Regions from separate parts of the Sus scrofa genome. Here regions 1, 2 and 3 are each linked to region 4. The links are chromatin contacts, called in public HiChIP or PLAC-seq and promoter capture Hi-C maps. All regions are on one chromosome and are shown on one strand. The core of a region is the stretch at or near the end of the contact, and the rest is flanking DNA. Distances in the headings are between cores, read along the strand shown. Region 1 overlaps MAPKBP1 (mitogen-activated protein kinase-binding protein 1). Region 2 holds the start of JMJD7 (jumonji domain containing 7). Region 3 holds the start of MAPKBP1 (mitogen-activated protein kinase-binding protein 1). Region 4 holds the start of NDUFAF1 (complex I intermediate-associated protein 30, mitochondrial).

Region 1 (2,700 bases), core at 10-2,509, 410 kb after region 4:
TGCCTTTAAGGAAGGGTGTGTGCTTCTGTTTATGGGCAGGTCCCAGCCTGGCATGTGTACCTGGGAGTCACTGTCCTTCCAGGTGGTGTGTGGAAGCTTCCCTGTTGTCACCTTTAGTAGGTTTCTTGCGTGTTTGGCTTGGGCCAGCCCTGGGCAGTGCCCTGATCTACCCCCTGACCTTTTCATTTTCTAGAACTTTGAGTGCTCTCCTTGTAAATGGCCTTTTTCTGAGTGTTTCAGTTTTGCCCTGTGCTCCAGCTCCCTGATGTGTGCCGCTGAGTATCTGGGGGCCACCAAAGCCTGTGTGAGTCAGGCAGGCTCTTTCCCTCCCCCCTTCCTTCTCTTCCTATCTGGTGATCCTAACCCTACCTCCATCCCCCACTCTCTAGTTCCTACTGCGCTTGTTGCTCTAGGAGCAGCTCAGGTATCCTAGAAACAAGAAGAGAAACAAAGCTCAGAAAATTCTCCCAGAGGCCTAGAGGCAAATATCAAACCAAAACAAAGTTTTCTGAAAGGAAATGAAACAGCTCAGGGAGGGTTGGGTGGAGGGGACGTATGTCAGGCAGAGGTGGGTTAAAGTCTCTGGGTGGAGACCCCTCAAGTTTCAGTGGCCCCTGGGTCTCTTCTGGGGAGCACTCCCTTTGCTCTTATCTTTCCCACAGGAAGCCCACACTTCACCTGTCACATTTTAAGCCCCCCTGCCCTAGGAGGCCAAGCCAGTCCCCAGATAGCTTCTTTGAGCCTCTCAGTCTAGTTGAACACCCCATAATTGACTCGGGCCCCTTCCCTTGCTGGCTTGGTAGAGGGTTCGGGGCCTTCAGAGCCCAGCACAGCCCCTGTTGCCGCTGTAGAATCAGTGCACAGGATGGGTTTCTCCTGACCCTTGATGCCAGAGTGCAGGGCCTCATGCAGGGCAGCTACTAGAGTGGGAGGTGTCCTGGAAAAGTGTCTGGCCTTACTCAGCAGCCAAGGGGAGACTCTTGGTTGGTTTAAGTACGGAGGAGGAGGGAAAACCTAGTTCTCCTGAGAAGGCCCTCCATTTACTCAGCGTGTATGGGAATTTATGCTGAGAGCCCCAGCTCCAAAGCTTTGAACTATGTGTGAAGCCACAGACTCCCCCTGGACTGTCTGTGTTCCAGTGACATCTGAGCTGAAGGAGCACACAGCTACCTTCTTCCTCTCTGTGGCAAACACTGTGCAGGGGTTGCCAGGGAGTATGTAGAGTTGTGGAGAGACTGGCAGGCCTAAGGAAAGAGGATGTGTGGACTTGGTGCCCTGATGGCTGTGAATCATATATGAGGTCACTCACAAAGTGCTTGTTCATCAGTAGTCATTCATTTGTTTGGCCGATTCTTGTTGAAAACCTGCTCTGGGCCAAGCACTGTTCCAGCCACAGGATATATAGCAGTAAGACCGTGTCAGTGCTTTTGTGGGGTTTAAGATCAAGGAAGGTAAACAGACACTAAGCATATAAACAAACAAATGAGCAAGATAGTATCAGAGAGCGGTAAGTGTTGCAAAGAAAGTAAAAAGGAGAGCGAGTAGGTCCCTGAGAGTGGGTAGGGGTGGGACTACTTTAAGACCTGTGGTCAGGGCTCCGTGGGAGGTAACATTTGAGCTGCTATCTGAATGGCAAAGAGGAATCTATGGAAAAGTGTCTGGCCATGTGTGTGAAGATCCATGCTTCCAGATGTTGGAGACCTCAATTGCAAAGGTCCCAAAGAAAGAAGGACCCAGTTCACTTGTTTGACAGCAGCCATGGTGGCCAGTGGGTGTGAGGAAGGGGACTCAGTCCCTGCCTTTGGGACTTGGCTTATAAGTCTTGCAGCTCACAGAGAGCCCCCCTCTTGTCCCGGAAGGGGATGCGTTTAGAATCCCCTGGGCAGAGAGAGGCGTACTGGTAGCTCTACACCATGACCATATTATTCACTGGGTTTTTACCACCAAGTCTTTTCTCACACCTGTGGGGGGAGTGGTCTCATAAAACATCGGAGAAACAGAGATGCCAGTGGGTCTCATGGGCTGGCCTCAGAAGGTTACTTATTTGGAAGGCATTAGATTCTGGGTACCTAAAGAGGACCACAACCAAGGATGCCCTAGGAAACACCCTAGACTCTTTTTATCTCTTAGAAGAATTAAAGCTATAAGACTTCCCCTTTGGGAGTGAATGTGAAGGGATGGTTTGTAATTCCGTACCAGGGTGAGGACCCTAATGAGTCACTAGTGTCCAGCAAGTCCTGTGTGGGAACCATAGTTGGTGTGCCTGCAGCAACTGCTGACCCCCCTGATTGCTCTTTCCTTGCGATTGGTGCCCCAGAGAACCCTTCGAGAAGATGGCCAGGAGCACCATGCTGGTCGCTTTGCATATGACTTTTTTAGTTTGCACAACAATTCTACGGCATAGGTTTTTTTTTTGTTTTTTGTTTTGGCATAGGTATTTTTATTTCTGTTTTCCACATGAGGAAACTGAGGTTCAGAGAAGTTAAAGGATATGCCCAAATCACAAAGTTAGCAGACAGGTCTGCCTGACCCCAGTTTTCTTTTTCTTTCCATCATCACACTGCCTTTGCGCATCAGTGAGTCCTGAAGGTCTAGGTTGGGAAGCTCCCCTGAGGCCTGCTACTCAGGCGGTTCCTTGTGAGTCAGGGCTTTGAGATCTGGTAGCTAGTGACTTAAAGATTTATTCACGAATACTTATTT
Region 2 (2,700 bases), core at 93-2,592, 440 kb after region 4:
TCCCTTTTCATGGAAGCCTGAATTTTGGATTCTTGGTGTCCACAGCCTAGCTGATGTGAGATGGCCCATAGAGTGTCTGGCTTGGGTAGAAGGAGCCTCCCCAAAGACAGCAGTGGGTGCTAGATACTGGAGGTTGAGGAGAGGGAGGCACATGGGACTGCAGCAAGGGCCAAGAGACACACTGGAAAGGTGGTAGGTGGGACAGGTAAGTGGTAGAGGTGAGGGGATAGATTAGAATTAGAAGGGCAGATTTGGGGTGTAGGGGAAGGAGATAGGGCACAGTGGGCAAGTAGATAGAGTAGGACCAGGTGGTGAAGCAGTTGTTGAAGAGTTGGGGTGAAGAACATGTGTCTCTGGGCCCAACTGCTTCCCTCTGCTTCCGGTAAGTCAGGGTAGCTCTACTGCAGCTCCAGGCCCCAAAAGCCCATTATCCCCACGGACTGGCCTTTGGGCCTTGCTGGCTCTAGAGGTGGAGGCTTAGAATGAAATTGGATTCTGAAGCATGCACAGCTCTGTTTCTGTCAGGCTGCGTGCACCTGAACAGGTGAAAGCTGTTTCACCCTCACTATTCTCTACTACCACCACTTGCATGGCCAAGCTGCAAAGAACTGGCCTGAGAATGCTCACTAAGCTGAGGGTGGATCCCGGGCAGGGCTGCAGCTCCCTTGTCAGAGTTAGAAACCCACTCCTACTGTACCCCTAACCTGCACACCAGCCGCCCACTCCAAGTGGGGATCTGAGCTGGGTTTTTCGCCATCCAGTCTCTTTCACGAGGAAGGAACTACACTCCTGCCAAGGTTTGTGAGGAGGTGGCCGCCCTTTCCCTACCCACAGCCCGGCGCCGGGGGCGTGGGGGTGGGGTCTTGTGGCCGGCGCTCATCCCCTTCTGCATGTGTGAGGCTACCGGCAGCTGTCACTGCCCCCGTTCAGATTTGCCCTGACCCAGTTTCGAAAGCCCCTTATTTATAACTTTTATACTTTGTCCAGGCCGTGGCGCTTCCCTCCTCCCCAGGTCTCAAGGGGCAGAGGCTATTTTTAACATGTCCGTTTGTATTGATGTATGAACTCATCAATAAACACAATCATTTGCTAACTAGGATGCCTGCGAGTGAGGCAGGCGAGAGAAGGCGCAGTGTCCCGTCAGGTGGGGTGGAGTCAGTCGTCTGAGGAGGTGGGGATTGGGGGTGTGGGGGAGGCTGGAGGCGCAGACTTCATTGGCGGAGAGTGGAGGGGACGCCGCTGGGAGCCTGGCGGAATGCGTGAGCCGCAGGGAGGGGCGGGGCCTCGGAGCGGAGGCGGGGCCTTAAGGGGAGAGGGCGGAGCCTCGGGCGGCAGCGGCGTCATGGCGGAAGCGGCTTTGGACGCCGTGCGCAGGGAGTTACGAGAATTCCCGGCTGCGGCGAGAGGTGAGTTGGGTGGCTGGTCGACCGACCTCCGAGCAACCTCAAGACCCTGGAGGGACTTGCTGGGAACCGGGTCCCAGACATTCTGTCGTGGCCCTTCCCACCCTTTCCTGTTGTGAAGGCTTTAAGGTGGTCGGTTCACTCTCTTTGAACTCTACTCTTCACTCAGGAAAAGACTCCTCCAAGCTGGGAGCACTACAGACTTTTTGGGAGGATTGGAGGCGGCTGTGCTGGTGATCCCTGGCTCTTCCTCTGCTGGGTTTTTATTTTTCTCCCTCTCTACCTTATTTTCTTTTTTCTATTTTCAAGTAGTTTCTTATCACCGAATAGTAACACAGGGACCTGGTTTAAAAAACAGCGGACTCATCTTGCTGGTCTCTGCCTCCGCTCATATTGTTCTTTTGACCTAGAAGCCTTTCCCGTAAAGCCCCCAAACCTATTCAGTTCTTCAAAACCAACCTTTAATCCTAACTCTGTCCTAGAAAATTTCAGCCCTAATTGAGCTTCCCTATCACTGAATTCTATTATCTGTTTTCCCTTTTGCAACTATTATATACCTTCTGCTTTACATCACTTGTCACTTGTACATGTTAATCTAATATACCCAACTAGACTGTAAACCTGACCAGAACAAGATATACGTCTGCTAGACATCTCCAGCATCCTTCAAAGAAAACAATAAAGGAGCTAAAAATAAATATCTATTAAATAACAGCAGACTTATAAATTCCCTCCCATCCCAGGCTCCAGTGTGCCTCATCCAGAAGTACACTGTTAATATCCACACCCACGTATGACTGACTGTATGTCTCCGTTTTTATATAAATGGTTGCCTGCTAAGCACACTCTTCTGTGTATCTTGAAAATCATTTCATATCACGCTACCTCAGTCTTTTCCACACCTGTTACTAGTGTTGCAGTTTACTTAGCCCACTATTGGTAGGCATTTAGGTCATTTCCAGTTTATTTTCAATACTGTAACGAATACCTTGAGTATTTAACAAGTCCTTAGTAAGCACTAAGTGTGCCAGGCTCTGTTCATTATGTTTAGGCTTTATCACTTATATCACTGAACAAAACAAATCTCTACCCTCGTAGAGCTTACATTCCTTTTTTTTTTTTTTTTTTTTTTGCCATTTCTTGGGCCACTCCCACAGCATATGGAGGTTCCCAGGCTAGGGGTCTAATGGGAGCTGTAGCTGAGGCCTACGCCAGAGCCACAGCAATGCGGGATTTGAGCCACGTCTGCAACCTACACCACAGCTCATGGCAACGCCGGATCCTTAACCCACTGAGC
Region 3 (2,700 bases), core at 17-2,516, 380 kb after region 4:
TTTTTTTTTTGGTCTTTTTGCCTTTTCTAGGGCCGCTCCCGAGGCATATGGAGGTTCCCAGGCTAGGGGTCTAATTGGAGCTGTAGCCACTGGCCTATGCCACAGCAACAGCAACACCAGATCCTTAACCCACTGAGCAAGGCCAGGGATTGAACCCAAAACCTCATGGTTCCTAGTCGGATTCGTTAACCACTGAGCCACGACGGGAACTCCATGGGCCTGGGACTATTATTTTCTGAGCTTAAAGCCTCTTCCCAACTTGGCACTTAAAAGGCTGCAGGGTTGGGAGTTCCCTTGTGGCACAGTGGGTTAAAGATCTGGTGTTGTCACTGCTGCAGCTTGGGTCACTGCTGTGGCACGGGTTCAAACCCTAGCCTGGGCATGGCCAAAAAATAAAGATAAAAAAAGGCTGCTTGGTACATACGTATCATAGACAATAAAGGTTGGATTAAATTGTGAAGGATTAAAAATATGTGGTTTTGGCCCTAAACTGGAAGCATCTAGATTCTAGACTAAAGAAATCTCTTCATTACACTGTTCTCAGTTTTTCGCTTAGATCAGCTTAGACAAGGAAAGCAGGAGCTTATATTGTCTCTGCAACTTCAGCTTCAGATGGGAATAAATTGTGGAGCATTTTCTCTGTGGGGATAAACCAGGGTAGCTTTGGATAGAAAATGTCCAATGGCATTTTGTAAACCCGTTTCCTGGCCATGAGTTACGTAGGTGAGAAAACCACTAGTGGACACAAAAATGATCTGGAGAGAATGAGGAACAACTTTAGTGGGTAAAGATGGTGGTTGCTGGGGAATGCAGCACGCAAGTAAGGACACCAGGTGGCACTCTTTATTCACTAGCATTGTTATATTGAGTTCTCTTCCCCACCCCGCCAAAAAAGAAAAAATCACAGGCTAGCAAGGAGTTGAGGAACCAATCCCTTTTCTTACTGTTGTGGCTAATGACTCTTGCTGCCTCCTCCAGATTTGAGAAATGTGAAAACTCCATTTTATATTTCATTACATCAGCAGTACATGGTTGAAGGGAAGGAAGAAGCCTCATACTTCCAGTAGCCATTGCCATTTGGTCTTCTAGGAGATGACTTTCCTGATCTTTGTGTCAATTTGTTAGCTTTACAGTTCTCATTTTAATACCTGCTGCGGTACACACAAGTACATACCTGTTTTGCCGTTTGTCTGTACAAGAGCCTTCATTTCAATCGGTTTAGGAATCTTTCCCTCTTGCTAACTTGTCATCTCCCCCAAGGGTTCCAAGGACCTGGATTGGATAAGATACATCAGTGTTCTGTTTTTCTGGGGCCCAAGTCTTTGGGCATAGGCTAACCTCTTTGTAAGGTAATTTCTCAAAGTAGCAGTGATTCGGGAAGGTTCCTAGAAAATAAACTTAGGCTGAGGTACATATGAAGTACTCTGTAAAGTATTTCTGTGCATGCTCCACCACACCCCCTGTCCCATGTGCTATTAAAACTATTAAATCTAGTGCCAGCAAGCTTAGAAGTGACCTCGCCAAAGGGAAAAGATTTCAGAAGTAAATTTTGACAGGAATATGGAAAGATCTGGAGGAACAAAGTCCTGTATTACTCTGGATGAGAACTCGATGGGACATTGGAGGCTAAAGAAACCATGAAACATTATTTCCCATAGGCACATCGACACACTTCAGCTCTCCGAAATCTCTTCTAGGCCATCAGCTCCCTCCCCTTTATTCTGTGGGGGCCAATTGTGTTGCCTAGTTCAGTACACTTCTCAGCGATCAAAAGAGTTACTCATTTCCACGTAGGTCAACGTGCTGGACAGGCGGCGAGCAGAAACTATTTTAACCGCTTTAAATCCCAGCGCTTGGGGGGTCCATGGGAACAGAGCCTTTTGGCTGTACCTCACTCTTGTAATTCTGAGCTGGAAGTTAGTTTCCCCGCTGGTCCCTGGGGCCTATCTAATGCCAATTGTAGTACCTTGGGGGCGTGGCTACCGTCTAGTTGGGGCTCTGGGAAGTGCATTTCTCTGGGGGTGACCAGGCCTGATAATACCATAAAAGGCTTGATTTTCTCAATTCTGAAGCCGCGTTCTGCAGACCTTCTTCTAGGAACAATACCCACGACTGCTTGGTGGTGAATCCGTGGTTCTTGGGTCCCTGCCCTTTACTTCCTGGGCTGTTTCGTTGCCCCGCCCCCACAAGCCGTAGCCGTCCACTCTAGAAACGCCCTCATGCGTACAGACCGCACCCCCTGCCTCGGCTCCTCCTACCCAGCCCAAAGCTGAGCCCTGGCGGTAGTTCGCGTTTTGAGCCGCTCGTGCCACCATAGCTTCTGCTGCCGCTGCCCCGGTGGAGCTGAAATCGCTGAGCGCGATGCCTGAGGGCGCTGTGAGCCGGGCGGCCCCGGCGCCCGGGGGCTGGTGAGCCTGGGCCCGAGCGGGGGCGCTGGCGAGTGGCAGGGGCTTCTGAGGGAGCTGAAAGTGAAAAAGGTCTAGGGCTCCTGTGGAGGGCCGAGAGCGAGCTCAGGAGGGTCGTGGGTGGGGGAGGGAGGCTCCTGTGGCAGAACGTGTTGCAGGGCCACAAGGCGACCCGCCGACCTGAGTCCCCCTGCGGGCGCCAGCGCAGGTGCCCAGGCCCCCTGCGGGACTCCTTGGTGGCCTCCTTCTTTGGACGCTGCAGTTGCCATGAGAACAGTTGGGAATTAACGGGAAT
Region 4 (2,700 bases), core at 105-2,604:
TGTGAACAGTATGTTTTCAAATGGACCAAAAATTGCAGGGAACCAGGAAAAATAACAAGAGTTGACCTCAGGTCTTGGAATCATAGGTAATACTTAAATTTCCCTTACTGACTTGTTCAAATGATTTTCTCTCTCCACACACAAAAATTTGGGAAATAAGTGATAAAATGGAATTTGTACAATCAAAAAATGATTCTCAGAGTTCCTCCATGTCACAGCAGCTTAAGGATCTGGCCGTTGTCACTGCAGTCTGCTGTGGCTTGGTTCCATTCCTAGCCCAGGAACTGCTACATGCTTCAGGTGCAGAAAAAAACACCAAAAAAAAAAAGATTCTCATGAACACCATGCTTAGGCTACACTACTGAGTGACAAATAATGAGGAATTAAAAATGCATGTATACTGGAGTTCCCTTCGGTGGCTCAGAAGTTAACAAACCCTACTAGGATACATGAGGATTCAGGTTCCATCCCTGGCCTCACTCAGTGGGTTAAGGATCCAGCATTGCTGTGAGCTGTGGTGTAGGTCACAGACTCGGCTAGTATCTAGTGTTGCTATGGCTGTTGCATAGGCCAGCAGCTGTAGCTCGGGTTCCACCCCTAGCCTGGGAACTTCCATTCGCTGCGGGTGCAGCCCTAAAAAAGAAAAAGGGGAAGAAAAAAAAAAAAGCATATACGGTAACGATATAAGTATAAAAATGTAAATGTACAAACAAAAAAGATTTGGGGGTTAAAAAAAGGCTTACAGCCATGTGCAGGGTGATGGAATTATGAGTACCATTATTCACCCTATTTTCCAACCCCTCAGTAGTGTTATTACTTCTCTAATAATATAACGTTAGTTATGAATATTTTGTTTCATATTTTTACCAATAAACATAGTCAAAATCACTAACTGGATGATCCTGGGCTGAAGCTGGTGAGTTTTCATGGCAGCATAAACCATGAAGCTAAAAGCAAGCAATCTTACTGAAGACTGTATGTCCAGCGCTTACCACGTGTCAGAAACTATTCTAGGTGTACTTTAACTCCTCACAACAACCAAAAGAGGGGCTACTATTCCAATTGCAAAGATGAAAATGGAGGCTCTAAGACTAAATCACCCGAGGTATACAACTACTAAGCGGCAAACCTATCCCCAAGAGCCCCGGCGTTTAGCTCCTGATCCAAGACCGGGAGCGGTCTGGACATTGTCACGGCCCCTTCATTTCTCACCTGCTAGGGCTGTGTCGCCCTCGCAAGTCCCGACGCTGCAGCCCTCCCTCGCGACACCCCAGAGTGAACCTCCGCTGTGCTCCTGGCTTTTCCCCGCCGGCTACTCCACTTTTCCTGTGTAGGTCCATCTGCTTTTCCAGTCCGCAGGGAAACTGGGCCTTATGACACTAGAGTTCCGGTCAGGTACGCAGGTCGGGGGAAGAGTAATAAAGATCCCGAAGCTTAGCGAAATGAGGGTTATGGTCGACTAGCTTCCCAAAGGACCCGCTCCTCCTGCCCTTCCTGATCTTTTCTGCCCTATGTCAGAAAGTGGGGAGAATTTAGAGAAAATTTTCGCCTCCCCTTCCTGCTTTCCGCCTTCATGCTGCAAACTTCATCCTGTATCTTTCAAGTAGGACCCAGATATTGCTAATAACCTTGGCCCCCAAGAGCAGCAGCCCAAGAGCAGTCCACGGCCACAGAGCAGCCCAAGAGCAGTCCACGGCCACAGAGAGCTACTTCTCCTGGAATTAACCCCCAAAGAATCTTGGGAGACCCACCTGAAACTTGAACACCAACTCTCCTACCTGCCCTTCCCCAATCCTGCCCCGTGGGGTCGCCCACTCCCCAGGGTTTCGATTGTATCTTGCGCACCCCTCTGTTTAAGCACTTTCAACACTTGTATCTTAATTATTCATTCACTTCTCACTTCCTCCGCCATGCTGTGAGCTTCTTGGGTCCAGAAAGTACTCTTCTTCCTGTCCCCAGCACCTAACATAACGCTGGCAGGAATTAAGCCCTCAGCATGAATTCGAATGAATTGTAACCATTGGCTGTTAACACCGTTCTCCAGAGTACCTTCCAAGTCCTCACCAAATACAATTGCCTTTTCCAAGTTTCCTCTGTCACTCTTTTCCACTCTACACCTTTTCTGTCTTCAAATTTTTCTTTGACTTCTCCGGATTCTACTACACTTGCCTGGCTCTGCAACCTCCTTGAACTTTTTTTTTTTTTTTTTTTTTTTTTGGTCTTTTTGTCACCCACGGCATATGGAGGTTCCCAGGCTAGGGGTCAAATTGGAGCTGTTCCTGCCAGCCTATGCCAGAGGCACAGCAATGCCAGATCCGAGCCACGGCAAAGTGGGATCCTTAACCCACTGAGCGAGGCCAGGAATCGAACCCACAACCTCATGGTTCCTAATCGGATTCATTTCATCCTTAAACCACTGAGTAAGACCAGGGATCAAAACCACTATGGGAACTTGTCCTTGAGCTTTTTCTAGCTGCTTACTTTACTCTGTACTCCCACAACCTTAAATGTGGGTTTGTCTCCTAAGCCCAGCCTGTGCCTTCCTCTTTTCTAGTCACAGACATGAGTTACACGCAAACAATCCAAAATATGTTCCTCTAAACACCAACATACATTTTCTTTTCTTTTCTTTTCTTTTTTTTTGGCCTGGCTGCCCCGCCGCACACCCCATGCAGAAATTCCAGGGCCAGGATTGAACCC

What was found. Promoter capture Hi-C pulls out the DNA fragments that hold promoters and counts their contacts. HiChIP or PLAC-seq counts read pairs in DNA pulled down with a chosen protein or histone mark.
Region 1: a contact with region 4 is called in an H3K27ac HiChIP or PLAC-seq map of alveolar macrophages. The contact joins the enhancer-like site here to the promoter of NDUFAF1 in region 4. A contact is called at or near these places in 3 of 5 promoter capture datasets (fetal liver, fetal skeletal muscle and liver), 7 of 47 Hi-C or Micro-C datasets (alveolar macrophages, embryonic fibroblasts, fetal heart ventricle and 4 more) and 2 of 2 datasets of contacts at active chromatin or transcription factors (alveolar macrophages and skeletal muscle).
Region 2: an H3K27ac HiChIP or PLAC-seq map of alveolar macrophages shows a contact between it and region 4. The contact joins the promoter of JMJD7 here to the promoter of NDUFAF1 in region 4. A contact is called at or near these places in 1 of 47 Hi-C or Micro-C datasets (retroperitoneal adipose tissue) and 1 of 2 datasets of contacts at active chromatin or transcription factors (alveolar macrophages).
Region 3: a contact with region 4 is called in a promoter capture Hi-C map of liver, with 6 times the contacts expected there. The contact joins the promoter of MAPKBP1 here to the promoter of NDUFAF1 in region 4. A contact is called at or near these places in 1 of 5 promoter capture datasets (liver), 1 of 47 Hi-C or Micro-C datasets (embryonic fibroblasts) and 2 of 2 datasets of contacts at active chromatin or transcription factors (alveolar macrophages and skeletal muscle).

What each region holds. Positions count from the first base shown.
Region 1 is chr1:129,557,085-129,559,784 of Sscrofa11.1, reverse strand. All of the region lies in intron 3 of MAPKBP1 (mitogen-activated protein kinase-binding protein 1), which reads left to right. Among named protein-coding and RNA genes, the nearest start is that of JMJD7, 25 kb to the right of the region's middle. Within about 2 kb of position 1,259, at least 30 of the 83 cell types and tissues checked have an H3K27ac peak or open chromatin away from gene starts, as enhancers often do. A contact at or near this core is called in alveolar macrophages, mesenteric adipose tissue and retroperitoneal adipose tissue, where this site is marked.
Region 2 is chr1:129,531,928-129,534,627 of Sscrofa11.1, reverse strand. It overlaps JMJD7 (jumonji domain containing 7), which reads left to right and starts at 1,342. Exons shown (of 8, transcript NM_001204244.1): 1 at 1,342-1,406. The coding sequence starts at 1,343. MAPKBP1 (mitogen-activated protein kinase-binding protein 1) reads left to right here. Exons shown (of 32, transcript XM_021097365.1): 32 at 1-1,093.
Region 3 is chr1:129,587,650-129,590,349 of Sscrofa11.1, reverse strand. MAPKBP1 (mitogen-activated protein kinase-binding protein 1) reads left to right here and starts at 1,266. Exons shown (of 32, transcript XM_021097365.1): 1 at 1,266-2,408.
Region 4 is chr1:129,967,134-129,969,833 of Sscrofa11.1, reverse strand. NDUFAF1 (complex I intermediate-associated protein 30, mitochondrial) reads right to left here and starts at 1,354. Exons shown (of 5, transcript XM_021097468.1): 1 at 1,213-1,354.